Regions from separate parts of the Oryza sativa genome. Here region 2 is linked to region 1. The links are chromatin contacts, called in public HiCAR-type maps. All regions are on one chromosome and are shown on one strand. Each heading gives the region's core, a stretch centred on a gene start, on an enhancer-like site or on the middle of the called end of the contact. The rest is flanking DNA. Distances are from core to core; before and after follow the strand shown. Region 1 holds the start of LOC4338400 (wall-associated receptor kinase-like 20). Region 2 holds the start of LOC4338403 (receptor-like protein kinase FERONIA).

Region 1 (4,407 bases), core at 904-3,403:
ACCGTACATGAAAAATCCTTGTGTCCAACTCAAGCAAAAAAATTCTATGCAGATCTTGTAGTGAAAAGATAATTGTTCTCCAAAAGTTTCATCCAAGATTGTATATCCAACTACTCATGCTGAACTGTTGTAGCAATTGAAAGGCCAAAGCTGCCTATAGCATGCTCTAACATTAATTCACAGCTCATCGGTGAAAAATGTCCGAGAAAACCATGCGCCTGCAATGGAGAAGTGAATACAAAATCCAACATATTTCCTTGTGATGCAACATGCAAGCAGCAACAACGGACACCTAAAAAGAGGCAATTGAATTTAGGTATTTTATCAAATAACTTTGCAAACAATACAAAGTGCATATAAAACGGATGCAGGGCATTTTATCAAACACATAGTGCACATATGATTGGTTACTATGCATACCTGTGCCAAACCGGATGAGGCTCCTGACAGACTTCCTCTGGATCCAAATGATTTGGGAATAGGAGTCTGTCCAACAACGCGTACTTGATCTAACGGGGACTGGGGAGGCAACTGATCCAGAGCTTTTGAGGTGACTGATGGTTGGTATAGGATGATTTGAAAGAGGTTATGAAGAGGATTAGTTGGGTTAATTACGGCACCTCATCTTCGCGTAGGTGGTTGCAGTTTCTTGTCACTGATTTACTTCAAAGAGAAAACAGAACATGGCGCAGTTAATAGAAGGCGATGAGTCGTGGCTGTGGCATCGTTATGGGCTGGGCCAACGGAAAAACGTTTCACGTAACAGAGGCTGAGTAGGATGGGCTGGTCTGGCCTGGCCCAATATTGTTGAATGTCGATCTAACGTCCATCCGGAGACCTGCAAATAATCCAATGGCTCAAGAGAAAAGGATGACGTGGCGCAATGTGGTGCAAGCTTTATAGTCTAGTGGGTACCAACTATATAGGAAGAAAGAATTAGCTCTATAGGAAGAGGCCTTAGTTTGAAGCAGATTGGGCCTGTTCAGTAGCCCCTTGACTACAGTTGTACAGCTACTACCTCCGTCCCAAAATAAGTGCAGCCGTGGATATTCGTTCCCAACGTTTGACCGTCCGTCTTATTTGAAAAATTTATGAAAAATTTGAAAATATTTAGTCACACATAAAGTACTATTCATGTTTTATCATTTAATAGTAATGAAAATACTAATTATAAAAAATTTTCAAATAAGACGAACGGTCAAACGTTGAACGTGAATAGTGCAAAACTGCACTTATTTTGGGACGGAGGGAGTATATCTCTTGTAATAGACTAGTTGCCGTGTTTCTTATACAATAGCTGTACTGTAGGTGTAACTGCAACCGCTGCACCAATAATCTAAGCTGAACATGCTCATTATTGTGTGGATTGTACACAACATTTGCCTGATTATAGCGATAAATTAAATATTTTGATAATAAACTTAATAAATACTAGAAGAATGTATTTTAAGGAAATATATTCTTTAGTCGTGAAGCAAATAATCCGGCAAATAAACTAACAAGAATTGAGAAATTTTGATTTATTTTTTTTCCCGCTGACTTGACTCATGTATTGGTATCACTGGACCAGCCGCTTTTCCTGCAGGAGAATGGGATCCGGATCAAACCCGCCACGCCCGCATGGACGCAATAGTCAACTAGAAGTCAGAGGATGGCCCTGACCAAGAGTACTACGACTATGAATAAGAGTATGATGCGCAAATACGCAATAGCTTTGACCAACTCATCTTCCTGGCCCCTTAGCGCGTACTCATATTTTAGCAGCAGGTTAATCGAGTATACCCTATACTACTGATTAATCAGCCCAAGTGTTTGGATCCAAACTTTGAATCCAAACTTCTAATTTTTTTCATCACATCAACCTGTCGTTTTCAGTCACATTGTAACAATTTCAACCCAAACTTCCAACTTTAGAAGAAACTAAACACAACCAAAATTTCAACTTATAATCTCTCCAAAGCATCGAGTACTGACAATTTCTCATCTCGAGATTCTTGTACTGACAAGTTTTTATTATAAAAAAAGGAAAAAAAAATCGTAAATTAGAAGGCGGCGCCTACAAATTAAGCGAGTCAAACATTTTGGTAGAATGCAAGCAACGGACGGCAGATGTCGCGGACCACCTTAAAACCATACTCCTCGATGACAAGAGCGAGGATTACCACTAGTTAGCTTTGTAACTAGGAGCCTAAGCCAGGGAGGAGCAATGGCGAGCTCGAGCTTGTCGCGCCGTGCCCTCCTCCTCTTCTTCTTGGAGGTAGCCGTCGCCATGGCGCTGCTTCTTCCGGGCGGTCACGCGCGAGTGTGCCCGCCGTGCGGCTCGACGGAGGTGCCGTACCCGCTGAGCACGGCGGACGGGTGCGGCGACCCGGAGTACAAGGTCCGGTGCGCGGCGGCGGCGGCGGGGGGCACGGCGCCCACGCTCCTGTTCGACGCGCTCAACGGCACGTCGTACCCGATCACCTCCATCTCCCCGGCGTCGCAGCGCCTGGTGGTGTCGCCGGCGCCGTTCGTGTCGCCGGGCGCGTGCGTGTCGGTGGGCGCGGCGGCGTCCCGCGGCGTGCAGCTGGACCCATCGCGGCCGTTCAACGTCAGCTCGTCCAACACCGTCATGCTGCTCAACTGCACGGAGCTGCTGCTGCGGTCGCCGCTCAACTGCTCCTCCAACTCGCTCTGCCACGCCTACGCGGGCGCCGCGGGGTCGACGGCGTCGGCGTGCGCGCCGCTGCCGCTGTGCTGCACGTTCGTGGCGGGGGGCTCGTCGACGTCGTACCGCATCCGGCTGGGCCCGCAGTCGTGCAGCGCGTACCGGAGCTTCGTGGGGCTCGACCCGTCGCAGCCGCCGGCGACGTGGGGCAGCCGCCTCGGGCTGGAGCTGCAGTGGGCGACGCCGAGGGAGCCGCTGTGCCGCACGCAGGCCGACTGCGAGGACGGCGCCGCCGCCACCTGCGCCGACGACCCGTCGGCAACCGGAGGCGCGGGCACGGTCCGGCGCTGCCTGTGCGTGTCCGGGCTCGTCTGGAATCCCATCGCTGGCGCGTGCCAGCAGCAGAGTACGTTTAATTTTTTTGCTTCGACGGCTGACAGCTCGGCTGTGAGGCGCCTCTAATTTTTTTTTATGGCTGTTAATTTTGATGCAGATCTCACGGATAGCGGATCCAACCATGCGCCTCTCATTGCTGGTAATTATATTGCTTCCTTCCTTCAGCGCTAGCTAGCGTCTTAATTTCTTATTACTGTCATCCTGGGAAATTAATTAGGACCTCTGTTCTCGATCGGGATGCATGCTTGACGCCTACTATCTAGTTACGACTTCAATTTGCAAGGCGGGCGACTAGCCGCTTGCTTGGTTTTAACGGAGAGAGATCGAATTGTGGAGTCGTTATTCGTTGCTTTGGTGAAAACTCAGTGATTAAGTAGGCCGCTATTACCCTTTTGTTAGTTGTTACTGCGAGTAGTTACTCGCTCCGTGCACAAATATGAAAATTTCTCTTAGCATGGAGTAAAATTAAGAAGGAAAGAATGAGGTATGGATAGGGGTAGAAGTGTGGTCGTTGGGGATAAGACGAAAATAAATTTAAACGAGAGATAAATGATTGATGGGACACATATTATTTTAAAATCTTTACATTTGTGAATAAATTTTAATTGATTGGAATGTTTATAATACTGAATTTTTAAAAAAATATTTGGAATGCTTATATTTGTAGATAGAGGGGGTCGTAGTATTATAGTTATCTGATTATGAATAAGAAATAATCCAAGCATCGAATACATATCAGGAGCATGGTCAAGGCACTTAGTCATTTTTATTCGGTATACAATAAGTAATCCGGGCTGATAAAATAAAATTGAGGTCAATGATCTGGATTGAATATAAATGAGAGATCAACTGAAAGTAGGTTTACATCAGTATCATGCTGGGTCCCATACTCCCTTGCGCCAATGGTCAACTTGCGGCGGCTTACATCCGGAGAAAAGCATTGACCATACCAGAGCAAGTGTAAATCTACTTAACTCCATCCAGAGAGCTAGCATTGTCAGCTTTACAACACGGACGAACCAAGGAAGTTCAACGGTTGGAAATTTGGAATGAGTTGCTGCACGATTTAGCTCGCTTTGGAGTTTGTACGAATTCTCCACGCGAAACAATTTAACTCCTTCGTGGAGCCCAACCATTAAATGGATGTACCAAGATTTTTCTTTGAAAACAATACTTAATAAATAATTCATGGAGGCCACATCTTGGATAGTTTATATATGAAAATTGTCTATCCTGTCTCATGGTGCCACATCAACTTAATTAATTTTTTCTAGATTTGGGATAATCGATTGATCAAAGTTCCAAAACATATAAAATATATCAAATCAAACCATGTTCGCTAATCGCTACAATGAAAATCAACA
Region 2 (4,407 bases), core at 566-3,065, 50 kb after region 1:
CAGGATCTATGCCATATTGCACATTGTCCCCGCCATTGGCAGATGTAGGTGTCGGTGTTGTGAAGATGTCAGGCGTGGGCACAATCTCAATCCCATTCACAAATGCATAAGACCCGTTTCGTGTGGACGGGGCAAAGGTGAGTTTTAGGCTGCTTGAAGTGACATTAACCGAGAATTCTCGAAAGAAGTAGGCAGAGCTTGTTGCCAGAGCAGTTTGTGATGCGTTGAAGTTGTCTAAAAGGATCAGATTGTTGGTTGTGACACCAAAGTAGGCATTTGCAGAATCAAGGTTCCCATTATAATTAGTTGGATAGAAGTGTAGGCGCACGAACATGCGGCCTGGGCTGACAGGGAAGGAATAGGTGTAATTTGAAGTGAAGAATCGAGCAGTCATGTAAGGCACGGGTGATGGGAGCGAAGGGTCTTGGTATGAAGCCCTGGCTACATTGCCTTTCACCGATGGCGCAAACTTGGAGCTAGCATCCCCATCCCAGCTCCGATTGTAGCTATCAGGTTGCACACCAGAGGCTCCACAATTCAGAAAGATTGGAGCAGAGGCCGTGGAATTGTTATCAGCCGCCATGGCAATCGATAGGAGGGCTGACAGTGTGAGCCATTGGATGGTAGCTAGTAGGCTTGGGTGCATCATTGAAGTGGTGGTTGGTGTATCAGGATCAAAAGTTTGAGGATTCGTTCACATCAATTTGCTATAAGAGTTGGGAACACTTGCATAATGCCTTTTCTCTGGGTGGGATTTGAGGCAAGGAAAATGTAGAGTTTGGAGGATTGTACTCTTGTTTACTGAAGAAAGCACATCCAGATAGCTGTAATCCTGTAGATTCACCTGCAATCAGAGCAAACGAAGGGTTCGGAAATTCTGCAAATTGTAGATTGGAAAGATGAATAACAAGAAATGGATCCCTAATAATAGCACAAGTTTATCTGTTTAGATGATAAAATATTGGAAGCAAACTGAATATAAACCATACCGAGAAGTACTATGAAACACGGTAGTAATTTCTGCTGAAGAGAACAGAATTTGAAAGTTACGGCAAAACCTTTTGGTTTGATCCATTTTCTAGGTTATTATTATTACAAATTTCGCACCATCTACTGTTACAAAAAGAGATGTGTCGGACACCAGAACATTAAGTTGTCGATACTGAACGCGACAAATCCTTTGTCAAAAACTAATATAAGTCAACAGGTAAAATGTTAGAAATTTGTAACTAAAACCAAAAGAAAAATCTAAAAAGGGAGGAAAATAAACACGATCAAAGCTCCAGAACGATCATTTCGCATATGGGGAAAACTAACAGAATAAAAATCGCCCGTATTTCGCTAGTTCCGATCCCCATCTGCAAAACCGGCGATCCTGCAGTTCTGCTGATGAGAAGGGATCATAATACTAAGTACTCCAACTCCATTGCATGCAGCAAAACAGAAATACAAAGAGAACTCGATCGATTAGCTCAACTGATCAACCACCCCCACCCCCCAAACCTCCCAGCCCAGATTTGGGGTTTTTCGCTGGGCCAAAATTTCGCGCCAAGAATAGCAACCCCATAACCAAGAACGTACCCCAAGAATGGTAGCCGCGGCGGCCACGGAGCACAACCAATCCAAGCAGGAAGAACTAACAGGAGAGGAGATGAAGAGGCAAGAGCTAGTACCTCGTCGACCTCGCGGCGTCGGAGAGGGAGAGATGGACTCCGCGCGCCCCGCGGCAGTTTCTAGTTGCTGCGCGTGTTTCGGTGGCCAAAACGATGGTGGGAAATCGAGCTCGGGTCCGTAGTGGAGTTGAGGGGTGGATGATGGGCTCGTGCTAGTGCTAGTGCTACTCTTGTATATAGTGGAGTTTCACGGAGAGGTCCCTCTGTTCTCCACAAATTCGTCGTTGCTTTTCTCTTTCTTGTTCTTGTTCAGCTTCCTTTCTTTTTCTCCCATTCAATAAATTATTCTCATTTTTCTCCATTCCGGTGTGATGATGGTTTCTTGGTTATCTTTTTGTTTGGTATGGATGAATTATGGGGGTCAAGTCGGCACAATGGCACGCCCCTAGTTTTGTCGACGATGCCCTGCTTGGGGTTATAGACTTATAGTTGTGGAAAATCCAGTTGTCGGGTGAGCTAATTAACATTCTGTGGTGTTAGAGAATGCATGTGGTTGTTTGGTGTGCTTTTGTCGGGGAAACACTGAAACGAACTAATTTACCGGGCGCATTCTTTTCGGTCCGTAAGTTTTGACTGATTAGCTGCACGCAAAACAATAAACACAATTAGCACAGAATTAATTAAGAAATAATTATTAAGATGTTAAAAAAATAAATTTATTTGATTTTTAAAAATACCTTCTATCTATAAAGTTTTTCACACGCAATATTCCGTTTAGCAGTTTGAAAAACTGAAAAAGGATGAGTAGCCTGTGTAGCCAAGCTCAATTAGCTCATTACAACCGTAGACAGAATTGAGGAGAACTGTGTTTAAGTCATTTGCATTGATTCGGCCTCATGATTTTATTTTCTTTGTAGATCATCTATCAAGTTCAAGACATACGGTGTTCTGTTGATTGTTATATGCGTCACATTCGATAGAAATTTTCACTACTACACAAAACAGCAAATAGGTGTCGACGCTGTAGATACCGGAAGTGCTAAAACCGGCACCTATAGGTCTTTTTTCACCTCCACGGATTGAAAACAAAGAAAAATCGGCACCTTTAAGTGATTATAGGTACATTAGGTGTCATTTTTCAAAAAAAAACAACACCTTAAATTATTTATAGGAGTCGAATTTTTTAATGAACCGACACCTATAATAAATTAAAGGTGACACATTTTAAAAACCGAGCCGAGCCGAGGAGCGGATAAGACCGAGTGAGCGGTCGACAGCGCTGAATGAGCGGACAACTCTCTCTCTCTCTCTATCTCTCTCTCTCTCTCGCTCTCATCAGCGCGGCTCCCATGGGTGGCGGTGGCGCCCTCCTCTCTACCAGATCCAGCCGGGGGGGAGGAGGCGGCGACTGCGGCGGCGGGAGGCGCCCTCCCCTCCGCCAGATCTTGCCGGGAGGGGAGTCGGCAACAGCAGGAGGTGCTGTGACGGCCCGACAGCGGCCTCCCCACCCAGTGGTGGTGGCGGCCCGACAGCAGAGGCGGCTAAGGTGGCCCTTGAAGAAGTTATTCATGTTGTGTTCCCCTTGAAGGAGGTGTTCATGTTGTGTTCTTGTGCTCGGTTGTAAGGGGTTGAACGGGAGAAGGGAATTGCTTATTCGAGCCGATGCATTGAGCCGGTATTTTTTTTTTTTTGCGTTCCAGAGACCTCAAAGGTGTTGGTTCTGGAACCCGGCACCGATGACGGAAGTTATTTGTAAGGCCTTCATGGTGTCTGTTGGGAAAACTGGCACCTAAGGGGGTTTCTCAACCGGCACCATTTAGAGTTTATGTAGTAGTGTTTGGGACGATTTCTTGTACATTTCCGATCTTAGGATTTACTTCATGATTCGTGATCTGACGTGACTCTAACTCTCAGGATCTTGATAAACATCTATGTTAGGGTTTATGGTCCATACTTTGGTGGGGGTGGGAGGGGAGATATCGCTAGGCTTAGAGGGATGACCGTGAGAGATGACGGCTCGACAGTGGATAGTGAACATGAGCAGGAGGTGAGGCGGCGGCCCAACGGTGGACAGTGAGCACGGGCAAGCGGTGAGGTGTCAGGGTTTGCGCTAGAGCTACGGAGATGGAGGAGGGTACCAGAGGCAGGGGACATGATGAGGACCAGAGCACCTTGCCATTGCTGGTTTGAGGAGTAGAGGTGAGGGGAAAGGGGGAAGGCCGGGTAGGGGGTGTCTAGTAGGTGTTGTTGGTGTCTTCTGGCAAGCTAGTATGGCCTATGTTACCTTGATACAGTGCACAGCTCACGTATCCATATCAGATACAGTACGTCCTCGGATACGGATACGTATCGATACGCTCTGATACGTATCCCTCGTTAACCAGGTTTCCAAATAAAAATAATAATTATGGATATGCTGCCGATACGTTTCGATGCATCGCCACTAGCCGCCGTCCCGGCCCGACACGGCGACGCCCATCTCATGGAGCGTGGCGACAAGACAACGAGTGCAGGCGGCAGGCTGCGCAGCGCCTCCACCGTTCGCGGCCGTCGCAGTGCCTTTGACTTCCGTTGTGGTGCCTTTGACACGGCGACGCCCATCTCATGGAGCGCGGCGACAAGACAACGAGTGCAGGCGGCAGGCTGCGCAGCGCCTCCACCGTTCGCGGCCGTCGCAGTGCCTTTGACTTCCGTTGTGGTGCCTCCGCGGCTCCGCCGTCCACCGGGCTGAAATTATTACATTTTGGTCCTTTTTGAAAACTTATTTTACAAATAGACCCCTGGGAAAACTTAA

The links. HiCAR-type assays count read pairs that join an accessible place to other places.
Region 2: a HiCAR-type map of leaf shows a contact between it and region 1, with 1.7 times the contacts expected there. The contact joins the promoter of LOC4338403 here to the promoter of LOC4338400 in region 1. A contact is called at or near these places in 4 of 15 Hi-C or Micro-C datasets (leaf, leaf mesophyll, panicle and 1 more) and 4 of 4 datasets of contacts at active chromatin or transcription factors (leaf and seedling).

What each region holds. Positions count from the first base shown.
Region 1 is chr5:14,827,593-14,831,999 of ASM3414082v1, forward strand. LOC4338400 (wall-associated receptor kinase-like 20) reads left to right here and starts at 2,154. Exons shown (of 3, transcript XM_015781942.3): 1 at 2,154-3,053; 2 at 3,141-3,182. The coding sequence starts at 2,207.
Region 2 is chr5:14,877,820-14,882,226 of ASM3414082v1, forward strand. It overlaps LOC4338403 (receptor-like protein kinase FERONIA), which reads right to left and starts at 1,816. Exons shown (of 2, transcript XM_015784640.3): 1 at 1,674-1,816; 2 at 1-877. The coding sequence starts at 649. LOC136356426 (a long non-coding RNA gene) reads left to right here and starts at 4,228. Exons shown (of 2, transcript XR_010741216.1): 1 at 4,228-4,330.